Linked DNA regions of Cyprinus carpio: region 2 is linked to region 1. The links are chromatin contacts, called in public Hi-C maps. All regions are on one chromosome and are shown on one strand. Each heading gives the region's core, a stretch centred on a gene start, on an enhancer-like site or on the middle of the called end of the contact. The rest is flanking DNA. Distances are from core to core; before and after follow the strand shown. Region 1 holds the start of wwox (WW domain-containing oxidoreductase). Region 2 holds the start of LOC109050796 (transcription factor Maf-like).

Region 1 (6,665 bases), core at 1,938-4,437:
GTAATTTTATATAAAAAATTATTTTTTTTTTTGGAATGTGCATATTTGTCATGAAAATACAACATAATTATAACATTAAATAATGTATTATAATATTTATTGTTTGTTTTTTGTGATTAATTATCATGAATAAATAGATACTTATTCATGATTTATATTTATTTGTACTTACAGTAAAACCATTTTTTATCTGCTGAAAATACTAGTGTTCTAATAATTTTGCTGTATACATTCCATGCAAATTTTGGGGTAAAATTACATTTCTTGCATGAGATTCAACTGAATTAGTTCATGCTAGCAGAAAACTTATTAGAGATTATATCTCAGTTGAGTATAGTTAATGTTATATATATATATATATATATATATATATATATATATATATATATATATATATATATATATATATATATATATATATATATATATATATATATATATATATAAATGCATAAAAACTTTTTCTTTCTGCAAAACTATAATCACATTTTTTTCTCTTTCCATGTATGTTTAAATGTCTTGTATTCTTTTTTCTTTTTTTAGATATTGGATTTGAAGTCCCTGACAAGTTCCTAGTTGGATATGCTTTAGACTACAATGAATATTTCAGGGATCTGAGTGTAAGTGTTTGTCCTGTAGAGTGGGGGAGCTACGCCATCACTCTGTATGCGGATCGGCTGTTAGCATCACACTGGTTCCCTCGAACAAAAAGCATATAGGATTTTTCCACAGGCTTTTGGATTATTGCAAAAAATAAGCTCTGTGTTCAACCACAGTTCATGAAACTTACACGTTTTGTCCATCAAGATAATCTTCACAAGATAACATGACTTTGATGAATTTCGAAGCCTAAATAAAAGCGCCAGAACTTAAAAGCTAAACTTAGGCTATAAACGACACTTCCCACAACTTTATCAAACTTATTTTTAACGTCTTCAGTGAAAAGGATTTACTCTGTATATGAATTTTAATCCACGCCACATGAACCTTTTCATATAAACTGGAATAAATGCAAAACTAGAGGCAAACTAAAACTGAAATGAGACATTAATAAATAGTATAGTGAATAAATTAAATAATCATAACTAAAGGACATGTGAAAGCACGTATTTCTGTACGTTTTGAAATAAGGTGCATTAAAACTCACCAAATCCTATATGAATATTTTAATTAAAAACGTGTCTCCATGAACTATTCAATAAAATTCTAGTGCATTTAATCTATTAAATAACAGCAGAGTGAGCGAGTTTTTGGATATGGTAAGATTAAACTTATTTTAGTGAATAAAGTACCACGTTTTTCCCATTTAGCAACTCGTTAGCAACCGTCTTTTTTAAGAAACGTAACAGTTTAAAAAAATCACGTGTGGAGTGTAACTGGTGTGTTTTATTTCGTAGAATAAAGCGTGAAAGTATCTTGAGCCTGTGTGAACCACGGACCTTATTTTAGGGATCTAACCAAAATCCCATTCAAAAAACCCATTGACTCTGGGATGGAACCGGAAGTGCTAAAATGTTAACTCGCTTCCGGGTTTTTGCCTACAAAGTGACATCATAGTCCCACCACTCTATTACCCTCTGATTTAACTGTGTGCAGTGCATGAACGGGTCAGTTTTGTATGTCATTTGTTTGTCTGATCTGAATGATGTATTTACACCTTCCTGTTTTCTTTGTATCTTTCAGCATATCTGTATTTTAAGTGACCGAGCGAAAGAGAAATATAAAGTATGATATGACACCCAAGTGCTGGACGCATGAAGAAAAAGATCACTGTGAACTTTTTTTGTTTTTGTTGTTGTTTTGTTATTGTAAAATTATTTTTCTACATGCCATCTGAAAAGAATACTGAACTCATGACACATGGATTCCCAAAGATAAATGATCGCACTTACAGTGCTGCCGTCAAGGAGGAAGGAGAGTGAAAATGTCCCGTGTTATAATTAGTAATCTAATTTTAATTGTCATTACTGGTGAAGATTAAGGGCAGATTGAACTGAGGCCTTAGATTAATTGGTTTTAAGTTGGTTTTATGTTCGCGTAAGTCCATTTGGCTAATACAAGTTTGGATTTAGAGCTCAGAGACTGCAAAGCTAGTCACTGTTTGCTAGTTATTGTTATTTATGATATATTCTGTAGATACTGACCCCAGATTATATCCACACATGGACGTCATGAAGGCTTTGGTGGTGAAATGGAGGCTTTTGATCGCTGCAATAAAATTACACTGACAGTGCTATTATTTTTGTGCTGGTTGTTTTCTGTGCATGTAAATGTGAGGATGGTATGACTGTGTAAGTAATATTTACCTGTTTACCGCCAGCAAGCGCTTGAAAAGCTGTTATGAAGGAGAAATTAGTTACTCAAAGGAAATTAAGCAGCATATGATGGTCCATGAAGTTTGCTATGGCCATTTTAGGGCAAAAATATCTCAAATGAGTTAAATGCTATGTGTTGTTTCCGAGTTTAATATTTATCTTTCTCTTAATTAATGTAAATAAGTTTTAACTGACCGTTAGGAGCACGTCGAAGGCGTGTTTGTTTGAATCGCTGTTGGGCGCCAAATGACGTTATCGTTCCTCCAAAAAAACTGAAACCGTTTCAGATTAATATCATTACCGCTTTTGTCTTACAAACATTTGCAAGCTGTCGTTTTGTTTAAACTGACTAATTACAACGATTTATTTGTCATACACAAATCAATTTCTATAAAACAATTAAGAAGACACCTTAGCCTGTAATCGCAAAAGACGTTTTGTGGTTGGTCAATCCTGATCATCGCTGATAAAAGTAACAGGTGCCACGTGACCATTGGCACACAAAAAAATAAAAAATCTGTGGAAAGACATGTATAAAAGGCGGCCACAAATGTTAAGAAGATTTGAGATTTTAGGAGAGGAGAATATAATCTTTAATGTATGTCTTTAATTTTATTATTTTTTTTTAACAAAAGGTGTATAAGGTACGGAAAAAAATACAGAAAAAGGCAATATATTTGCTTAATTTTCTTTTTCAGGGTTAAATAATACAAATACGTGAAATATAAGCTGCTGACACAGAACACAAAACACTTTAATACACGTCACAAAAGGTAAAATAGGAAAGTTTTAACTCGGACCTATCGCAGCTGGCCAATCAGATGCGTTCAGGCCGCTAAGGCCCGCCCATTTGAGAACCCCACTCGCTGTTCTCGTTCCGACGCTGCGTGACGTCACGTCATGATTGCGGAAGTGGTCCGGCAGGATCGTCGCAACGTGAATGTGCTGTAAGATAAATTTGACTGAGGAGTTGAGTGAGTTGTTTTATCTGAGCGATGGCAGCTCTTAAATACTCCGGAATGGATGACACAGACAGTGAAGACGAGCTTCCTCCCGGCTGGGAGGAGAGGTCCACTACAGATGGATGGGTTTATTATGCCAAGTGAGTGTTTGACACACAACACACACACACCTGAAATAAACAGGTGCATTTACACTTTTCATTTGTGCTATTAATGCAAGCACGAGGAGTGTGTAGCGATGTGATTTATAGAATGACTGACACATCGAGTGTATAATTCATTTCAGTCACGAGGAAATGAAGACTCAGTGGGAGCATCCCAAAACTGGGAAGAAGAAGCGCTGTGCTGGAGGTACAGTGAGTTATTAATAATGACAGTACCTTCACTGTGAGATTCATTTTTCTGTCACACTTCTGTTAAACTCAGTATGAGTAAGAACCAGCTTTGTGAAGAGACTGACCTGTTTTGATATGCAGCGATGAACAGTAATGTATCTGATTATTTAATTGTTTTATGTATTGTTTTAGCTCTGCCATATGGATGGGAGCAGGAGACCAATGAGAAAGGCCAAATCTTCTATGTCGAGTGAGTTCAGTGGATATGATTTTCTCATCATAATTTCACTTTATGGGATGTGTTTGCAGGAAGTATATTCTGCTGTAATCAATTATAGCATATTAGAGTTTCCCTCAAGTCATAATTTGATCTTTTAGTATATGTCTACTATCTTTTAAGGCTAATTAATCCTAATTTAATCTTAATACATTTGATAAAATAAAACATTAGCAGATATACATATTAAATATTTGCATTACTTCTCTTCTTCTTACACAAGAAGATAAAAGCAGCGATATTCCAATGATAAAAAAAGTGCTAAATGAATTAACAAACAAATAAAATACATTTTACAAAACTTAGTTTTTAGAAGTTTTATTATTAGTTGTATATTATATTATATTACAATATAGTAATACAGTATATTAAACAGTATGTAGTATTTTGTCAGAAAAACGATGGGATCGTAAATAATGAGCAAAATTATTTAAAATGAACAAACAAATAAAATGAAAACTTAGTTTTTAGAAGTTTTAGTTGTATTATATTATTATATTATATTGTATCATATTATATCAATTATGCTATATTATAATATATTATACAGTATGTATTATTGTGACAGGAAATAAGTCAATTTAATAATAATATTTATAATGTAAATGTTATTAATGATAATAATAAGGATCAGATCATAAATAATGAGCAAGATTAAATCATTAATATATAGATCGAAAAAAATAATATATTAATTAAATATGGACAGAATTGACATCATCATTAATAATAAATGTGCAAATTCAGTAGTCTGCACTACAACTATTTAATAATAATAATAAGTTAAAATAGAAAACTTTATTTATATCCATCACACCTCAGCAGTTAGAGACTTTCAGGTCAGTAAGCCCTGCTCATTTATAAGTGCATAAAAAAATCATCTGTGAGAGTTTGTACTGAGTAATCAGCTTGGTTACATTTATTTTTATTTTGGAGTAAATGTAAAATGCTTAAAAACACGAACTTGATGAAATTCATACTTGGCTTTAATAAACAGAATATTGATTATATTGTTATTGTAAAAATATAAAAAAAGATTTTTTACAGTTTATATATATATATATATATATATATACATACACACACACACACACACACACACAAACACATATATATATATATATATATATATATATATATATATGTATATATATATGGTAATGTTTCTCCATTCTCTTCTTTCTTCTCATCAGCCACATCAACAAGCGCAGAACATATTTTGACCCTCGGCAGGCCTTCACTGTCGAGGACCTGCAGGTGAAACCCAAACGCTATGACGGGAACAGCACGGCTCTGGAGATCCTGCATGCTCGTGATCTGTCTGACAGAGTGGTGCTGATCACCGGAGCAAACTCTGGCATCGGTGAGTCCGGCACAGACACACACCTCACACAACACGCCTGCTGCAGTATTCCTGAGCTACAGTAAACACAGCGAGAGCAACAGTCACAAAGACAATCCGAGGTAATCGGTTGGGTTACTGTACTGCAGTGTGTGTCCAGTAGGTGGCACTACAGGATTTTTTATGTGTTCTCACTGAAACAAGTCAACTTTAGCATTTCAGTCATCAGATGTTGATGGCTTGAATGGACATGTTAATCTAAAATACTTTAGAATCATTCGTAAATGCTTATTTGCATTTCCTCTCATCTGTGGAAATACAGACTTTCAGCTGAACAGAAGCACATATATGAGTCAGCGTGTATTTATGAAGCGCTGTTTCATTGGTGGATTTGAAATTGTGTCACTGATGCTGTTTTATTTATAGTGTACAGTACACTACCATTTTTCATTTTAATTTTAAGAATTTTACTCATCAAGGATATGTTAAAATTGATCAAAAGTGACTGTAAAGATTTAATGTTACAAAATATTTATATTTCAGATAAGTGTTGTTTTTAGCTTTCTGTATTATTTTGGTATTATTTTATATATTTATATTTATACACTTATAGCATGTATTAACATTTAGAACGGTATTTTTATTTTTCGTTATTTTATTGTCGTTGTTAATTAGTTTTTTGTTTTGTTTGCAGTTCTATTTAGCTTTATTTCTTTTAGTCTTAGTAATTTTAATATTTCATCTCAACTTTTTTTTTTTAAATAGCTTTCTCGGCAACATTTCTTTTCATTTCTGTTTTTTTTTCATCTAATTTTTAATAGTTTTGTTTATTTAATAATTACGGCATTAATAATAATATTTCACCATACTTTTGTTTTACTATATTTTTTATCAAATAAATGCAGGCTGGTTAAGCATAATAGAATTTTTTTTCTTTTCTTTTTTTTTTTTAGCTTTTTGTGCTCCCTTTATCATATTAAAACATGTTTTACAGAATGTCTCCCATAATGCAGAAAATGAGACAAAGGTGTGCAAGATCTGTTTCTAAAGGGTAAATGTAACCCAGTGAAAAACAGACTAGTTAGACAATTAAAAAATAATAATTCTAAGCCATTTAAAATTTAATTCTAAGCCATTCATATTGAAATTTTTGAGTTCTGAGATTTAAGTAATTTTAATTTCCAACCATCTGAAAATGTTATTTATACAGTTTGGTTGCATTGCTAACCTAACACTTCTTGCTTCAAATGTATGAAATATATAAATACGAAGTATATAATATTTAAATATATTGCATAATTATATTATTTGTTATAATTAAATGATAGTTAATCATTGCAAATACTATGTAGGATACAAAAGGTTAGTTTTGAGGGATTGTGGTGTCACATGATTGAACACTAGAGGGCAGAGAAGCTCTGTGTGTCACTCATG
Region 2 (6,665 bases), core at 3,037-5,536, 300 kb after region 1:
TAAATAGATGTATATTATAAAAGAAGGTATAAAATAAACAAATAAACAACTGGAATAGAAAATGCATCCCCGCTGCACCTGCTGTCTGGTACAGTGTGTATCTACAGATCTGAGTTATAACGGTGATGTCATTAACCGGTTTTGTGTTTTGACCTCATCAAACAGAAAAGCCATAAATTACATGCGCCGCAGCCACTCAAAGACAGTCGAGGCCCAGCTGGGGAAAATCACCAATGATTCATCAATTTAAAGGAGCAGAAACGAGGTCTTTTCTCCACTATTAATCATGCAAGGAATCACTGTGCTTTCCACGGCGTGGACCATGCAGCGTATGAACTCCTCCGAACACCATGCATTTAAGACTGTGTGTGCGTCATCCGCTTGATATTCAAATCATCATTGTGCTGATGAGCCACTATGTTTTCACCCAACGCCCTAAATACAGACGTCCCACACACACACACACTTCTTTTCACTTTCTTTCCAGCTGTGAGCCCACATCCTGTGTGCTGTGACAGTGAGAGGGGAAGCTCGACTCACTCTTCTAATTATTTTGGGGCTGATAATAGTGATGGCTCGAGAGAACGAATGATGGTCCTGAAGAGATAAAGAAGGTTGGAGAAAACAAAAAGGAGATGTGACATTGAGAAACAGACTGTTCAGTTCAGTTTATGGTGTACAGACAACTCATGAATTTAGTTTTGTGCTTCAGAAAACACAAACAGACCACGACTCATTTGTTCTGGTGAGCTCTAAGTGAAAGTATCTGCTAATGACATTTCTGAGTTAACTAATAGGCCTGAGTTATAACTGGTAGAAAAGAAATAAAGGTTATTAATAGCTAATAAACTGTAAGCTCACTGTCAGGTTATTCCTATCCAAAGAAAACAATAATTTATGGTACTGACAGTTTCCTTAAATTTCCAGTGCGCTTTGGTAAATCTCCAGTGATTTAGAGGCGAATCTGTTTGTCAAAATCAGTATTTTTTTTTTTTTTTTTTTTTTGCGGAATATACTAGCCTAGTTATTTAAATAGCAGTTTAAACAAGTATATAGTCTCACTAAATTAATGATTAACCAGGACAGCGAAAATAAACTAAGATAAGATGTGTTTAAACTGCGCGGTGGACCAAATTAGATTAATTTTTTTGCAAAGCAAGTAACAGAAATAAATGTTTAAAAAGGGGAAAAAGGGGTTTCCCTCCTGAAATCAAGTGCTATTTAAATATAGGTTTTTGCTTGTAAATGAATTTTTAGATTATATCGAATGATATTTAGTGAAATATTCTGATATAAACTCTCACAGCGAGTGCAAATAAGTGCGAGCGCATTTTGCCATGTTTATCAAACAATGCAGCTGTATACCAAGTTATGCTGGCTTTTTTCAATTATAAATAATTGTATCTGTCATATGTTATTTTAGTTCAATTACATTTTAAGCAAATTCGATTTAATAAGAGAATATTTGCTCGAAACTCGAGCGAACTGTCAAGCGGCAACAAGTCAAATCGTGAACTTTCCTCAAAGCTATTAAAAATGATTTAATTTCCCAGTCAGCATGTAATATTAAATACTGTATTCAGTGAAAGTCTCACATTTTAGGCGTGCTCTGATAAATAACACGAGGTCATTTGATTTTAAATATTTAAGATTTATTGATTAACTATATACTGCTCCAGTTTGTACAGTCATTATTCGTCAATCATAATCGATATCAAATATTAAAACGTACTAATATGCATGTTACACAAGTATAAGTTTTCTGAAAAAGGTTTTATTTCCCACCTGATGCAAGTAAATATTTTACAGCAGCGTGCTCCGAAATATTTCACTATTCTCTCATGTAATAATTTGATTTATATTTAGATGCAAATCCTAAAATAAGAGTTTTGAATGCGCGTACTAAGACAGACTCTTCATTCTTCATTGATGCAATATTCTTCTCTTGAATGAGAATAGTTTATAAACACTTCAGTCCACTGAACAGTTCGAAATCGTTCATTTGACCATATTTTATGTTCAAGCAATATGTGGAGTGACATATTTGTCAAATCGAAAATCTTTCACAGTCTTAAGTGCATCACACTGAGATAAGTTACAGTTGTTTCAGGGGTTTAATAATGTCTCTTCGTTTGACAAAAAAAGAAAGAAAAAGGATAATCATACAGAATCACTCTTTTTGCCAAAAACATGTTTCATCGCTAAAATTGCTGTACAGAAAAGTTTGTCGCAAAAATCATGGAGGCAATGTTTCATGAAGGGGATGAAAAGATGTCACTTTTTTGCTCAGAGTCCCAAAAAAGTGGACAGGACCAGACAATGAGAAAATGAATGTAATGTCGGAGCATTTCAGTTCAGGTCGTTCAGGTAAAAGAAAGAAAAACATGACCAGCATGTGGGGTCGACACATCGCGTCCGATACACGAATAAATACATCACTGAATGAGTTCTTCACAACAACACAGAATGATGGAGTTTGAATGAAACACACAGTCAGTCTCGCTCGCCTTATGAGGGGATGAGTTCACGCGCTTTCAGTGTACAGTGCCCTCACGAAACCAGCGTGATGTGTCACTGGAACTTTAGAAAAATGTGAGCTTAAAAGTTACGCAACACAAGGCAACATGGGGAAATATCAAATGAAAGCACGTTCCCATATTACAGTTTCAACAGAACAGACAAAATGAAAAGAACTCGGCGATGGAAAGAGTCCTACTGTTGTCCAAAAAGCGCAGAGCAAAAGTTAACGTGGGCTAAACTCTAAAACTCGATTTCTTCATTACTGGATTAAACGGATCTAAATCTAACACAAAAATAAAAATAATAAAAAAAAAAGTGAGAGGACTGCCCAATCCAACACAACGCGAGAACAACGCGCGCACACCGCTGCTCTATTAAGTGCCGGTAAACTCACATGAAAAACTCCGGGGACGACGGGTTGTTGTCGCTGCTCGATCCGTTTTCTCTGAAGCCGCTGCTGATGAGCTTCTCGTACTTCTCTTTGTACGCGTCTCTCTCGCGCACCAGTCTGGAGATCTCCTGCTTGAGGTGGTCCACCTGCTGCAGCAGCTGGGTCTTCTCGCCCTCCAGGACGTGCCTCTGCTGGACCCGCTTGTAGCGACACGACTGGGCATAGCCTCTGTTTTTGAGGGTTCTCCTCTTCTGTTTGAGCCGGATCACCTCCTCTTTGCTGACCCCCCGCAGCTGCCGGTTGAGCTCGCGCACGGACATGGTCACCAGCTGCTCGTCCGAGAAGCGGTCGTCCAGGTGCATGTGCTGGTGGCTGGCGGGGTTGCCGCTGGACTGCACGCCGGGCGTCGGATGGTGCCCGCCCGGGTGGTGGTGGTGATGGTGGTGGTGGTGCGGCGCGCCGTTCTGGGCTGCGGCGGCCGCGATGACCGCGGAGACCACCGCGGCGGCGGATCCCATCTCCTCGCCGGCCATGGCGCCTCCCGGCCCGGCTGCGCTGGTAAACTGCTGCCCTCTAGCATAGCCGTCGAAGCTCTGGAGCTGGTGACTGCTGTTGATCAGCGCCTCCACCGCGTCCTCGGGGCTGAACCCAAAGGCCTCTGGGTTGAGCTGCTGTTGGTAGCCGGTCATCCAGTAGAAATCCTCCAGGTGTGCCCTCTGCTCGCTCCCGGAGCCCGGACTGGGCGCCGAGAAGCTTGGGGAAGGGGGAACCGAGCTGCAAGGCGTGCTCATCGGGGTGGAAGACAGGGATCCCCCGGCGATCAGGCGGTTGCACTGGCTGATGCTGCGATCGGGCTCCACCGGCTCCTTTTTCACTTCAAACTTCATCAGATCGAAGTCATTAACATATTCCATGGCCAGGGGACCGGTGGGCAGGTCGGAGCTGCTCATTGCCAGTTCTGATGCCATCCTTTTGCTGTTGACAGTCCTCCAAAGGGGGTGAAGAGCAGCTGTCAGAGTGGTCGGGTTCGAGACAGCGTGAGCCAGCTTGATTTCTTTATTTAATTCTTCAAAAGCAGAGAAAGGGGTTCGCCGGCGCCGATTTATTTTTTTTTAAATTGACGCCTTATCGCCTTTCGCGCAACAGACGCAGGAGCGCGCGCGTCTCTAGTTCCTCTCTCTTTGTGCGCGAGTGTCGACGCGTTTGAGTTGCAAACATTTAACACTGCATGGCTGCGTGGAGTCCTTTTTTTCAATAGTTTCGTAGAAATGAAGACCGTAACATGTATGTGATTGGCAATTGGATGCTTGGCTGGAAAAAATAAAAAAGTACTCCGTGCTTGTTCTAGAGTTTTTAAAGGATCACCGAGCATAGGAGTATAAAAGCAATGCTGAGTTTTATAGCCGCCCTGACGTCAGGTTTGAAATACGAAATTGACTCGGACTCGTAGCCAATAGGCTCGCTGAAACCGACGGTCAATTTACATACTAGAGAAGAAACAAAAGTTTTCCGAACTGTCAGAACTGACAGAGACGACTTTAACTCTTTATGGACAGTGATTTTGTTTTCGCTGTTTACAGCAGGTAAAGCATCTTTTCATCTTCCCCACATTGCATATTGTTTTAAATCAAGCGTTCTAACAGTATGCAATCATAATGATTTATACATGATATAGGCTTATTAATAACCTTAAAAAGATAATTTACACTTAAGTTATATTAATACTTGTTTAAAAGACTATATTACTGACATTTCTTAAAATAAATCATTTATAGTCATAATGAAAGTCTATAAATGTCACGCAAGTAATGTTTTAATTACGGTATCGGTTGAGGCATCCTACTAAAATGTTTAATAATAGGTTATTAGTAATTTTTTGGCATATTGGATAGAAAAAAATGCACGACGCATATATTAGCGACAGATGTAACTACTAAAGCAATTAAAACGGCCATATGGTTTCCACAGAGTACGCGTCTTTGTGTTGTTTTAATGTGAATATATTGATTTATTAGATTTTTTTTTTTCCTCCACTGTCCCACAAAACGTGGTCGGGAAGCCCGTACATGCGGTTTCAAACCACAACAGCGCCCCCTTTCGGCTTGAGCTGAACCGCATCTGTCCATTAGAGGAGTGTTTCATCTCTGTGTGTCAGATCATGTTTGGATTGTTTGAACGGCGCTGGGGGCACTTTAAGAGCAGTTTTATCATGACATATTAATATATTTTTACATATAAAAAAAAAAAAAAACTATATTTAGTCATATACTTAGATCACTTTAGTATTTTTTCCTTCATTGATATATTGCCACATTTTCCATTAATGCTCATGTCACAGTGTAATCATATAGGCTAGGTATGTTCTGAGTAATACTAATGGACAACATATAATTAATTAGTAATTATTTGAGCAGCTTGTGATTACACATTGTTCTTGTTTTTATTAAAGTAATGAATTATAATAGTAATAGTATAACACGAGCACAATAATGTAGAGTGTTGCTTGTTACACTTCTGCATCTTGCTTTTAAATAGTCTGTGTGCACAAGCACTACACGTGTATCTCTTTAAGTGCTCAAAACAGCTCTCATTGCTGGAGGGTTTCTTAAACAGGATTTCTCTCCGAGAGCAGCGTTAGCTCGTGAGAGCAGACAATAAAGAAGACGATTCTCACAGGAGATATTGAAATGTGGTCGAGCTCTCTGTGGAAAAGCCACGCCAGGAAGACACGCAAACTACAAAGCCGCCAGCGTAAAAATAAAAATAAATACAAGCCCAGAGTCCCAAAAGGAAGTAAATATTCTCTTAGTCTCAGTGACTGTTCTCGCGGACCCAGACCTAGAAAATCCACATATTATTTCATTAATTAGATCACCCAACAAAAGCCTTCAGAGGCCGTTCAGAAGCGCTGAATAAATATTGAATTTATGTCCCTTCTGACTGTATAACTGCTCAACAATCAAGAGAAATAAAGAGTCCCAGATATGAAAAACATATATATTCTTGACGATTTTTGTTCCAGCTTATTTACAGCAATGGAAATATAATTAGTATTGCCCTGATGTAACATTGTCATTTTAACATACTTTTAGCATCACAGAAGTGGTATATTGATATATCATAAACATGTAAACATAACGGCCCTGCGATTAGTGCACTTCAGATAAAACGCATCTGTTAATTGGCGTCTTACAGCTAACACTGATGCTGTGAAATATTTATACTCAGCTTATGCTGTGGGGTGAAACCCAACATACTGTTTACATGAATAAAACAAATGAGATTGAGATTTTATGTGCTGTCATGATTTATAAATCCACAGTGTGTATGTCGTTTCAAATACATCACCTGATGAAAGAACTGTGTTTATAGGTTGTATTGTCAGAGCCTGATTTTAAGGATTCATTCATTCACTTGTGTAATACATTATGTAAATTGTGTAATATTATATTATATTGTTGCATGTGTGTGTGTGTGTGTAAGAGCTGTATTTACTAGGTTGTGCCTTTTAGAAGTTGATTTATTAAATTATTCATTCAGTTGTGTAAAATATATATATATATATATATAAATTTGATTTAATCTAAATATATAATAAAATTAAAATGCAATGATTTTTTGTATTGTATTTATTTATTGCTTTTTTAACACAGCATTAGTTAAAGGCATCATATCTAAAATTATCATGTTTTTGACAGATTATTTTTAATAACTGGAAGAATACAAGCAGATAAACTGCAAAAAGTGGGGTAAC

Evidence for each region. A called contact is a pair of places that touch in the nucleus more often than the background predicts.
Region 2: a Hi-C map of liver shows a contact between it and region 1, with 6 times the contacts expected there. The contact joins the promoter of LOC109050796 here to the promoter of wwox in region 1. A contact is called at or near these places in 3 of 8 Hi-C or Micro-C datasets (liver and skeletal muscle).

What each region holds. Positions count from the first base shown.
Region 1 is chrB25:20,350,495-20,357,159 of ASM1834038v1, forward strand. It overlaps wwox (WW domain-containing oxidoreductase), which reads left to right and starts at 3,188. Exons shown (of 9, transcript XM_042753325.1): 1 at 3,188-3,417; 2 at 3,564-3,628; 3 at 3,805-3,862; 4 at 5,083-5,252. The coding sequence starts at 3,311. It overlaps hprt1l (hypoxanthine phosphoribosyltransferase 1, like), which reads left to right. Exons shown (of 9, transcript XM_042753322.1): 8 at 544-620; 9 at 1,684-2,236. The coding sequence ends at 1,731.
Region 2 is chrB25:20,649,441-20,656,105 of ASM1834038v1, forward strand. It overlaps LOC109050796 (transcription factor Maf-like), which reads right to left and starts at 4,287. Exons shown (of 3, transcript XM_042753321.1): 1 at 2,915-4,287. The coding sequence starts at 3,879. LOC122142458 (a long non-coding RNA gene) reads left to right here. Exons shown (of 4, transcript XR_006158624.1): 4 at 166-914.